Regions from separate parts of the Manis pentadactyla genome. Here region 1 is linked to region 2. Evidence: chromatin contacts called from public Hi-C data. All regions are on one chromosome and are shown on one strand. The core of a region is the stretch at or near the end of the contact, and the rest is flanking DNA. Distances in the headings are between cores, read along the strand shown. Region 1 holds the start of TKFC (triokinase and FMN cyclase). Region 2 holds the start of LRRC10B (leucine rich repeat containing 10B).

Region 1 (5,351 bases), core at 1,725-4,224, 130 kb after region 2:
TTGAGAACTCGGTGAAGATATCTTACTGTTTTAAGCTTCAAGTCTCCCTCTGCAAAATGGAGATGTAATAAACTAGACTGTATGCCTATTATGTAGTAGGAGTTGAATAAAAGGGAATGAGTAAAAATCTTTTTCAGAAAAGCTGGAGCTAGCTGAAAGAGGTTTGCAGACCAGGTGCAGCTCCTGCCTTTGTCCCACAGTGAGACTGGGGCCCAGTCAGGCCCACGCTCCCAGCGCCACCTGGTGGCCCCTGGGCAGCCTGCTTCTGAACCAGGTCCTGGTAAGGTGCACATTGCCGCAGCTCCTTGCCTAAGTCTGTGGGCACCCCTTTGAGCACACTCCAGCCTTTCTTGGGTCTGGCAGGGGCCAAGCCACCTGCCTGGGGACAAGAAAAGCAGCCCAGATCAGAAGGAAGCAAGCAGAATAATGAGATTGGCTCCCTTCGCACACAGTGACTGAGAGCCCCAGTTCTAAATACTTCTGAGCATGTCTCCTTTAATCCTCCCAACAACCCTACAGAGGAAAGACTAGCCTGGTGAGGAAACTGAGGCACAGTTAAATGACTTTGCCCAAGATTACACAGCCAGCAAGTGCCCAGGTCTGCTTGGCTCCAAAGCTGGTTCCCTGGGAAAAGCATGTACTTGTGGCTCTCAGAGCCTGCCAGGGTCTGGAGTAGACAATGCAGTTGTGAACTGTCAACACCAAGCCCAGCCTCCAGCACCACCACCCTCCAAGAATGTGCCCCTTTGCCATCCCTGACAGTCTGTCCTGCCTGGGATTGCCACCATTCCCAAACTAGCGCCAGAAAGGGCTTGGGGAATAGTGCCATCCCTGGGTTCCTAGTGGCTGGAGAGGATAAGAAAGGAAAGGAGTAGGCACTGCAAAAGGCCACACAGCTGGTTGGTGTCAGGCTGAAATCTGAACTCAGGTCTGTCCAAGAACTACTCTGGTTCAGATCAGCTTTAGAGTGGGCCCAAAGCAGTGCTCAGGAACATGCTCAGACTCTTGCAGTGTAGATCCCACCCTGGGACAAGCCCACACATGCCCCAGGCTCAGTAACAGGTACCAGGTCCTTCTTCATAGCTCCTTCTGTGACTGGCACAATGTCTATTACATAGTGGGTAACTCTAAATGTTCTTATCTAAATGCATGCCTCAGACCCAGAGTAGATAGGCCCTGGAGCAACTCAGCTGCAGCCCCAGACCTGGCTGGAACCAGCTGGGAAATGGAGGGAAGCAGGGATCTGGCCCTGAGAGGGAGGGTGACCCTCTCTCTGAACCTCTCTGAACCTCAGGAGGCAGCAGCATCTCTAGGTCAGGGTGTAAGGAAGTCCAGCATGCCCAGAGCTGGCACCCCCACTGCTCCAAGACCATGGTGTCCTTCCCCTGCTCTGGCCCGCATGGGACTCACCATGGTGGAAAGACTGTGAAGCAAGCTGAGTTCACACCTTTGCACTGAGCTGCTGGAGGACAGGCAATCCTGTGGGTGCTGCCTGGGTCTGAGCACACAGAAGCTGGAAGGAGCACCTGCAGGGGGGAGTAAATATGCACGGCTTGTGTCACTCACAGCCTACTGCACAATCATGCTTCCAGGGCCCTAGTAACTGGGGAGCTGCCTAAGACTTTGATCTAAGTCCAAACTCTAGTACAAGCTGCGTGTGGAAAAGAGCATGGGGCAATCAAGTTTCAGACCTCCACTTGGCTTACAGAAGACAGATTGACCCGTGTTATGCACAGAGCTGCCTTTTTGCCCAGCGGCAGTGTCCACCTCATCACCAAGGGGCCAAGTTACCCATAAAGGAACTTCATCTCTTACATAGGTATCATGTGCAGTAGGTTTACAAAGATCTTCACACACTTGCTCTTGTTCGCGTTGGCACCACACCACGAGAGACGGCTGAGTCTGTGACCCTATATTTCACTTCTGGGAAACTGACTCCAGCGACTTGTCCACGTCAAACCAGTAAGAGCCAGGACTCAAACCAATGTCTAGCCTTTCTAAAAAGCCTAATTTCTTTCTGAGAATTCAGTGGCTCGAAAGTAAGGCACAGAGTCTCTGGTGTGGGAAACCACATTTGTAAACACAATGATGCTTTAAGTCCCCTCAGTTCAGTCTGGCTCAGATGCGGTCTTGGATCCAAGGGTCTTGGGTTCACTGTATGTCTGCAGTGGAAGGATTCCACACCTGGCTCTGCACCTAGCTCTGCCTCTGAGTTACTGAGGGATCTGGGGTAAATCAACTCCCTTGAGCCTCAGCTTTCTCATCTGTAAAATGGGGTTTTACTGATGCCACGTGGTTCTTCTCCTACCCCTTGCAGAGCCCGTCTGATGTGGAGTGGCCTGTAAGTTGCGGGGCTATTTCTGGGTCATTAATGCTCTCAGCACAGAAATATGGTTTTGAGTCTAAGGTCAGAATTTGTACAGCAATGGGGGCACTAATAAGTCTGGGCAAGTGGTCTGGTGGGTCCTTCAAAGTCTAAGAATAAAACGCAGTTTAAACCTGAGAGATGAGCATCCTAGTATCCCCTGAGGTAAGGTGGGTGATGGGTCATTCTAAGGTCAGGTGAGGGTACCAGCTAGTTTGGAGAAACTGGAAGGGCTAAGGGGAGGAAGGTACGACCTCAGTTCTAGTCTGGGAGGTGCACAAATTGCTGTCACCTCCCTCCCCTCTCTAGGTCTCTGCAGTGCTTCCGATTCCAAAAGAGGAACAGCCCGCGGGCTCCTAGAGCAACGGAAGGTGGAGAGAACGGGGTCTTGGGAAGGGAAGGGTGAGGGGCACTGTCTGGGGCTGAGGTCGGCGGGTCGGCTCCGAAGGCGTAGGGGGCCTCGGTGCACCTCCCCCACCTGCTCACGCCCGCACTGCCACCTCTGTAACGGCCACGGTTCCAGGGACCCCAACGGCGCTCCCGCATCCGGGTACTCCGGGCTCCGGCGGAACGAGGTGGGCGGGGCCTCCGGGGGCGGAGCCTCATCCGGTTGGTTGCCTCGGGCTCTGTGAGTCCTCCAAGATGCCAGGTGAGGCCGTCCCGTGATACCCTGCGCCGCGTCCACTCTGGCCTGCAACGTGCATCTGGGGCGGAGGCAGCGGCGGTGGAGTTCGCTGCGCGGGTGGGGGCCCCCTGTCACCTCATTTGTGTCCGTCTCTCTATCGTTGCGCTCGAATCCCGACGGGCCGCCCCAGGCCTCGACATGTCGTACAACTACGTGGTAACGGCACAGAAGCCCACCGCAGTGAACGGCTGCGTGACCGGTGAGGCTGCCAGAGCCGGAAACCCCGGCGAGGAAGGGAGCTGAGGGGAGCCGAGGCCTAGGGAGGCCCGCGCTCCTGGGGTGGCGGTGCAGGACCGGGTCCGGGGAATGGAAGGCGCTGGCGCCTGAGGGCCCTCCCCCGACCCACTACTCCAAAGAAGCTATCTCAACACGCGCCTTTTGGGGAGTAAAAGCTGCTCTTGAGGGTCTCCTTTCGTTCTGGGAGGTCACTTGGCCTCGAGGACAGGGACGGGCCCAGTGGGACAGAGAGCGAAGTGTGAGTTGATCGTGCGGTGTTGCTCGGGCCCCGAGATTGCTCTCGTATGGTCAGGGGAAGGGCCGGTGGTGATGGCGACTTTTGGGTTGGAATTTTCATGTAGGAGAGCCCGGGGGGTGCAGGAGGTGGAGGGATGTGAGGAATGTCTGCCCTCACCCAAAGGAAAGGAGTCCTTGCCTGGGGCTGTTGTTTACTTGAGAAAGCTGCAGAAGGTGATTTGGATGGCCCAGTCCAGCGCCCAGTCTGCCTTGTTGACTAGGCAAGGATTGTTAAGGACACAGTTTCCTAGAACCCGGGAATAATCATCTTGAACCACGTTCTCATTAGAGTATAAAGACCTCAAACTTAAATGTTTATGTAAATCCTAACCATGATTCCAGTACAGCACTGTTGTTTCGAGAGTTGGAGGGGTGAAAGGTTGTGCACGGGGATATTGGTAGACTGTCGGGAGGGTAAGAGGTGTGGACAAAACAGTGTTTTAATATGAACCTCTCAGACTTTTCTAAATTTGACTTGGTAAGGATTTTGTAAGAATTTAGATAAGGACTGAATAAAGATGAATACTTTCTCCCGCATCCCTTAGTGAGAGGTTAGCCTGCCACCGTAATAGGAAAAGCTTTAAAATTTGGGGGCACAGACCCATCTGAAGGGTTTTCACGGTCACTGTCAGCTGAAGGACATTCCTGCTCTTAAGCCCAGTCCAGTTTGTCTTAGTCCGAATTAGAGAAGTAGCTTTCTTAAATGTATGAAGTGACATTCTTAAATGTATGGGTTCTGGATTTGGTGAGAAGGGAGTGAATGGAGGGAGTCGGAGAAATATGTGAAGTAAAGGATAATCCTGGAGGTAATTAGGTAGAAGTGGTAGGATTATTTAGATAGTGTCCTGGCTTCAAAAGTTAGAGGATCTGTTCTTACAGGACACTTTACTTCAGCTGAAGACTTGAACCTGTTGATTGCCAAAAATACGAGATTAGAGATCTATGTGGTCACTGCAGAGGGGCTTCGGCCCGTCAAAGAGGTGGGCATGTATGGGAAGATTGCTGTCATGGAGCTTTTCAGGCCCAAGGTAAGTGCTCTGGGCTGGGCTCAGCAACATGAACAATTGTAGATGGTTTTACTTGGTTTTACATCAATTGCTTTGAATGGGCGGAATAAGGATTAGGAAGGAAACTTTTCTCTTCTTGAATGGCAGATTTCAATTTATCTTATTGGATGAGCTACCTAGATGTAGGAGAGAGTTACCAAGAAAAATTGATCAAGTTGACATCTTTAGAAGGGGAAATTAAAGCAGTTTGAAATGTGGGTCACCATAGTGAATTTAGAGAGTAGGGCAGTCCTAGCTTCATTGCATAATTAATTCTAACTTTGTGTGTTAGAATTAACCTTATTTCTCCAGAACCTTATTTCTCCATCTGCATAGGAAAAACAATTTCCAACCCCCAGGGTTATTGTGAAGACTAAATTATTTAATACCGCAGAACCTATTACATAACAAGTATTCGCTGTTAACAATGATCACTGCATTGTTATTACTATTATTATAATTGAAATGCTTTCATCCAAATAGCTATCATATTGCTCCAGTGTATCTTAACTGAATCTGATAAGGAAACATTGGGTTCAAAATTTTAATTATAACCCTTTGAGTGAAATAATATTTTGGAGTCTGTTAATAAGTCAGTAAGACTTTGTCAATCCATTTTAGCTTTTGTTGTTATTCACATTTTTTCCTTTTTCAAATACTTAAAGAAATTTAGAGGAGGCATTACAGACATCTTTCAGAATTTGAATGGAATGATTGAGATTAGCTTGAGATGGAAATATAT
Region 2 (5,088 bases), core at 2,492-4,991:
TGACATCAGCCCAGTAGCCATGGTGATGGATGCTTGAGGTTTTATAATTTTCTTCCTTTTTAAAAAAATCTTTAAATTTTTTTTCTCTGAACAATAAGAGGAGAAAGTAATACCATGGCTGAGTAAAAAAGAAACTAAGAGAGAAAGAGACAGTGAAAGAGGAAATGGAGTGAGTGACATGGAAGGAAGGAAGAATAGGGGCACAGAGCGGGAGGAGGGGGCCAGTATAGTGAAAGAATAGAGGTCAGCCCAGCTTGAGGGAGATTCAAAGTCATTTTAAGAGTCAGCAACCTGGGAATTAAGCTGGAGAAGACTGAGGAAGGGGTGTATGGGTTGGGGGTGGGGGGAGCCTAGCAGGCAGAGTAAAAGCTACAGCAAGACAGAAACCAGCTGTGAGTAGTCAAAGCCATCTGTGACCAAGGACAGGCACTTGTTCCCCAGACAGGACGTAACAGTTGGCTGGGGACAGCCTGACGCAGAGCTGGGGCACATGGACAGAGGGCAGTGCCACAGGGAGCCAGGTTCCCTGCAGCGATGGGACCTGGTACTTCCAGTACTTATAAATAAACAGGCATGTGGGAAACGCACATTCTTTCTCCAAGAAATATAATTTATGTTTACAGCCAGTTTTTTTCTCCCTAAAGAAAACACTACCATGTGGGGCTGCTGCCCCTGACAGTGTCCCTGAGTGTCCCCAGCCCTGGCCCCGTCCTCCCATTATTGCTTGAGTGGGAAAGATCTGGCCCTGGGAATTGCACAGTGAGGCCCCACTCCTCAGCCCCTTGAGGCTGTCCCTGGTGACGAGCGGAGGCACACAGTGCTCGTCCCATGCCCCATGCCGTGCCAGCCACACTGACTGTGCCCATTTAAGGGAATGGAGAGTACAGGCAGCGGGAGAGGCTCTGGAGCAGGCTCCCAGAGCAGAGAGCCTCTCTCTTCTGTGCAGGAGGCCCTAGAGGCACAGTGGCTTCTTTTCAACTTGACAGCTGGAAGGCTCAGGCTGTGGAGAAGGGAGGAAGAGCTCTCTGCTCCCAGCAAGATTCCAGGCACAAGCTGGGAGAGCAGAAGAGAATAAAAGGCGGGGGTGGAGACCCTGCCTTCTGAGCCTCCCTTCCCCATACAAATTTTAGGGGGCATGGGAAGGGAGGTATGTACGATGAGCCCCGGTGGAGGGGCAAGAGCAACTGTGGTGTTAGGGCCCCAATCCCAGTTTCCCATTCCTGTCCTGGGCACCAGCCCCAACTTCAAGCCCCTGCTCCTGGCCCAGGCCCTCCCCCAAGCGCACTTCTGCCTCACAAAGGCATGCAGTCCACCCAGAGGTAGTGGCTCCTGCACCAGAAAGGGTGGGTCCAGGAGTTCCAAAGTCCAGGAGGAAGGAGGCTGGTGGTCACCCAGACCCAGCCAGAGGTGATGATTCCACAGACAGCGGTGACCCTGGTGCTGGGAGGAAGCTGACACCTCTACAGTGTTGTCAGTGACTCTGTCAGAGACTAGTTGGACCTGTAAGGGGACTGGAGGGAGCGGAGACTTCTTGGTCTTAGAACTGCCCAGAGATCAGCCAGGAGGCAGTCATCTTACTACCCTGGAATATCTGAAGACAGTCCCCGGGCCTGCCTGTCCCCCACAGATCACTCAAAGAAGCCTCTCTGCTGCCCCAAGTAGGAGCCCACAGCTCCCACAGACCTTCCCAGAGCCCCTCCTCCCAGAGTGGCGGAAGTCCATCACCCAGAGCACAGGCTCAGGTGCCCAGTCCTGGAGCGGCTTCCAGGGCTCGGAGGCTGCCCTCGGGGGGGCCCAGAGCCCGGGAGACCCCGCCCCCTATGAGCAGGTCTTCCTCCTCCTCGTCGTCGAAGGCCCGCGCTGGGCACCGAGGCCGCGGCCGAGGCGTGGGCTCGTCGCGCTCGGCCATGCGTTCGACTGCGCCCTCGCCCACGAGGAAGACGGTGTCCGCGACGCGCGGTGGCCCAGTGACCGGGTTGTGATCGTAGGAGAAGACGCGCAGGGCGCGAAGAGGGTGCAGGTCGGGGAAGCCGCCCAGGCGGTTGCGGTCAAGGTCGAGGATGTGCAGGCGGCCCATGCGCAGCAGCGCGGGGGGAAACTCCTCGAAGCGGTTGCCGTAGAGCCAGAGGCCGCGCAGGCCCGTCATGCGCGGCAGCTCGGCGGGCAGCGCGCGCAGCCGATTGTCGCCCATCTGCAAGGACTGCAGCGCCACTAGGCGCAGCAGCGGCCGCGGGAAGCGCCGCAGGAAGTTGCCCTCGATCCAAAGGCAGCGCAGGCTCTGCAGCTGCGCGAACTCGGCGGGCAGAGCCAGCAGTCGGTTGCCACCAAGGTAGAGGCGCGTGAGGCGCGGCAGGCGACACAGGCCGTCAGGCAAGCGTTCGAGTTTGTTGAAGTCCAGAGCCAGGATGCGCAGCTCGCGCAGCTCCTCGATCTCCTCCGGCAGCTCGCGCAGCCCGGTGCCGCTCACGTACAGCTTCTGCAGGCGGCTCAGCGCGCACACGGCGCTGGGCAGCCGCCGCAGCCGCCTCCCGCTCAGCTCCAGCTGCTGCTCGCCGCCGCGCAGCTGCTCCTCCGCGTCCGACGGCAGCTCGTCCGGCGTGGACTCGGCGATGCCCATGGTCACGGGCCCCGGCCGGGGCCGGCGCCGCCGACGCGGTCAGACATCTCTGCGCCCCGCAGCCTCCCCGACGGGGCCGAGGCCGTGCCGACTCCGGGGCCCCCCGCCCCGGCCTGCCCCTGCGCCGGGAGGGGGGCCGTGCAGGGCCGGGAGGAGGCGCCCGCTTGGAGCCCCGCCGCAGCGCGCCGTTCTCCGCCGCCCGCCCTCGGGCCTCCCCCGCTCCCTCCGCCGGAGGCCGACTGGCTTAGGTTCGCGCTGACTCTCAGCTCAGCGACCCGTCGCCCTGGCAACCCCCGACGCGCGTGCGGCTGCCAATGAGACGGAGGGAGGGCGGGGTGGGGCGGGGCCAAGGTGCCACCAGAGCCTGGTCCTGGCACCCGGGCCCGACCCCCGTCGGCGCTTCCGGGAGCCAGCGCTCGCCAAGGGAACCCAAGGTCGACGCCCCGCAAGCCTGGCACTATGCCAACACAGCCCCGACGTCCGATACTGTCTACACCTCCAGACACAGCAAACTGTTTGTTGTGGGGTTGTGCGCGTCCAGAGAGGCATGTCCCGGAAGGACCCAAGGATCGAGGAAACGCTGGAGTGGGACCCAGAGCTCTGGACTGCGGCTTTCGAGGAGGAACTGAAGAGCAAGATCACTGCCAGCTATTCAGGCCCAGAGGCTTGCCAGTCTCCCTGCGGGGGTCACTTTAGGATAGTAACTCGGAACGGTATTACTTTCTGGTCCTTTCCAGGGTATTAGAGGATTTGCAGGGACCCAGGGGTTGGCTCCGTCCCTCTCCCCGCCCCGGATACCCCCATTGCCCAAACAAATCCCCCGTTAATGCACTCACGCCCCTATCTCCTGCCATGTCTCCCCAGCTGCGCTCAAGGTCTCGCGTAGCTGCCGTGGACAGAAGAGTGGGCAAGTGAGCCGCCTTTGAGCTCCGCCAACGCCCGCTCCCATCGTGTAACTCCTCCTGCGCATGCTCCCACAAACAGGCTGGCGCCGCCGCCTTCTCCGCTCCCATTCAGAGTCCTGCCAGACTCCTGGCAGAAACACTCGCTCCCATTTATTGTGCTCCTGCCACGTGCCCAGAACTCTGCTGACAGCGTGGCACTGAATCCTTGCAACACGCCTATGAGGTAGGTAACCGTCGTTACCCCAGTCTTAAAGGGGGAGAAACTTAGGCTCTGAGAGGTTTGACTTGAGCTGGGTGACTTGCCCAACGTCACCTGGTTGTGAGTAGCTGGTATTTGAACCCAGGCAGTCTGCCCTTAACCGTACCCCGCCAATAAATAGAAATGATGATGACGCCACCTCTCGCAATGAATTCCCTCACAACGCAGTCACTAACTCTAAGGCTAAAACTTTCAAGTAAGCATTATTAATACCACATCAAAGATGAGGGAAGTAACCCCGGAGCGATTAGGCAACTTGCTTAAGGTTACACAGTGAGTAGGATTACAGCCAGGCAGCTGGGTCTGCGGACTCAATGCCTTTTCCGTGGTGCTTTCCCTTGAAAGTAGCTGTGTGACCACGTAACTGGCTGTACAGACAGACCTCTGGGCAGCAGCCAGCCCTCTGCCCCCCACACTCCCGGCCCCACTCAGGCAGGGAGGAAGGCCCCCCCAAGGGCTGAAACCAGCAGCTGCAACATGATGGCGATATCCCCTATGACGTAAGCTCCACAGGGCAGGCAAGTTAGTCTCCTTCCTCGCTGGGACAGGGTCTGGCATATAGTAAACGTTCAATGAAAATTTTTAACGTTTTTTTAAATGGAGGCAAACTTTACATACTGTGAAATGCATAGATTGTACGTGTACAGTTAGATGAATTTTGACAAACGTAAACACCCACATAATGTTTCCTTTACTCAGAAGGTTCCCTTGTGCCCCTTCCAGTCAATCCCCACCTTGCAGAGGCAACCAGGATCATGACCTCTATCATCATGGATCTGTTTTGCCTGTTCCTGAATTTCATATAAATGAGATTATTTAGTGCCTACTTTTCTGGCTCCTGGCTTCTTTTGCTCAGATACTCAATATGTATTTTTGGGGCAAAGGTATGAAAGGGCAGAGCAACAGCAGTTGTAATCAGGCAAGGAGTGTCATGGGGTAAACAGGTGATGGGGACCCAGAGGCAGGTATTGCTCTGAGCCAGGAACCAGCCATGGGACCCTGTCCTGGGAGTGAGACTGACAAGATGAAGACGAGACTCCAGGCTAGGTAGGGGCCTCAGGCAAAGAATAGGTGGAGCCCAGGCTCCAGACGAAAGGTGTAGAAGGATTCTGAGCCCCAGCCAGAGGGGTTCCAAGCTCCTATGTAGGAGCCAATCCAGCTCTCTCCCTTCTACTCATTTGGGAGAACTTCTTGGTAGAGGTGATACCTCAGAGACTAGAAAGCTCAGGAAAACCCAGCCAGGCAGATGGAAAGAGTATCACAAGCAGTTTCCCCAAGGGAACATTCACTGTGGAGGAGGAAGCCCA

Evidence for each region. A called contact is a pair of places that touch in the nucleus more often than the background predicts.
Region 1: a Hi-C map of skin fibroblasts shows a contact between it and region 2, with 2.9 times the contacts expected there. The contact joins the promoter of TKFC here to the promoter of LRRC10B in region 2. A contact is called at or near these places in 2 of 3 Hi-C or Micro-C datasets (fibroblasts and skin fibroblasts).

What each region holds. Positions count from the first base shown.
Region 1 is chr9:15,796,466-15,801,816 of mManPen7.hap1, forward strand. It overlaps TKFC (triokinase and FMN cyclase), which reads right to left and starts at 2,975. Exons shown (of 18, transcript XM_057507017.1): 1 at 2,866-2,975; 2 at 1,411-1,526. The coding sequence starts at 2,971. It overlaps DDB1 (damage specific DNA binding protein 1), which reads left to right and starts at 3,042. Exons shown (of 27, transcript XM_036924952.2): 1 at 3,042-3,249; 2 at 4,443-4,591. The coding sequence starts at 3,189.
Region 2 is chr9:15,663,930-15,669,017 of mManPen7.hap1, forward strand. LRRC10B (leucine rich repeat containing 10B) reads right to left here and starts at 3,742. Exons shown (of 2, transcript XM_036925215.2): 1 at 3,454-3,742; 2 at 452-3,307. The coding sequence starts at 2,617. The coding sequence ends at 1,739.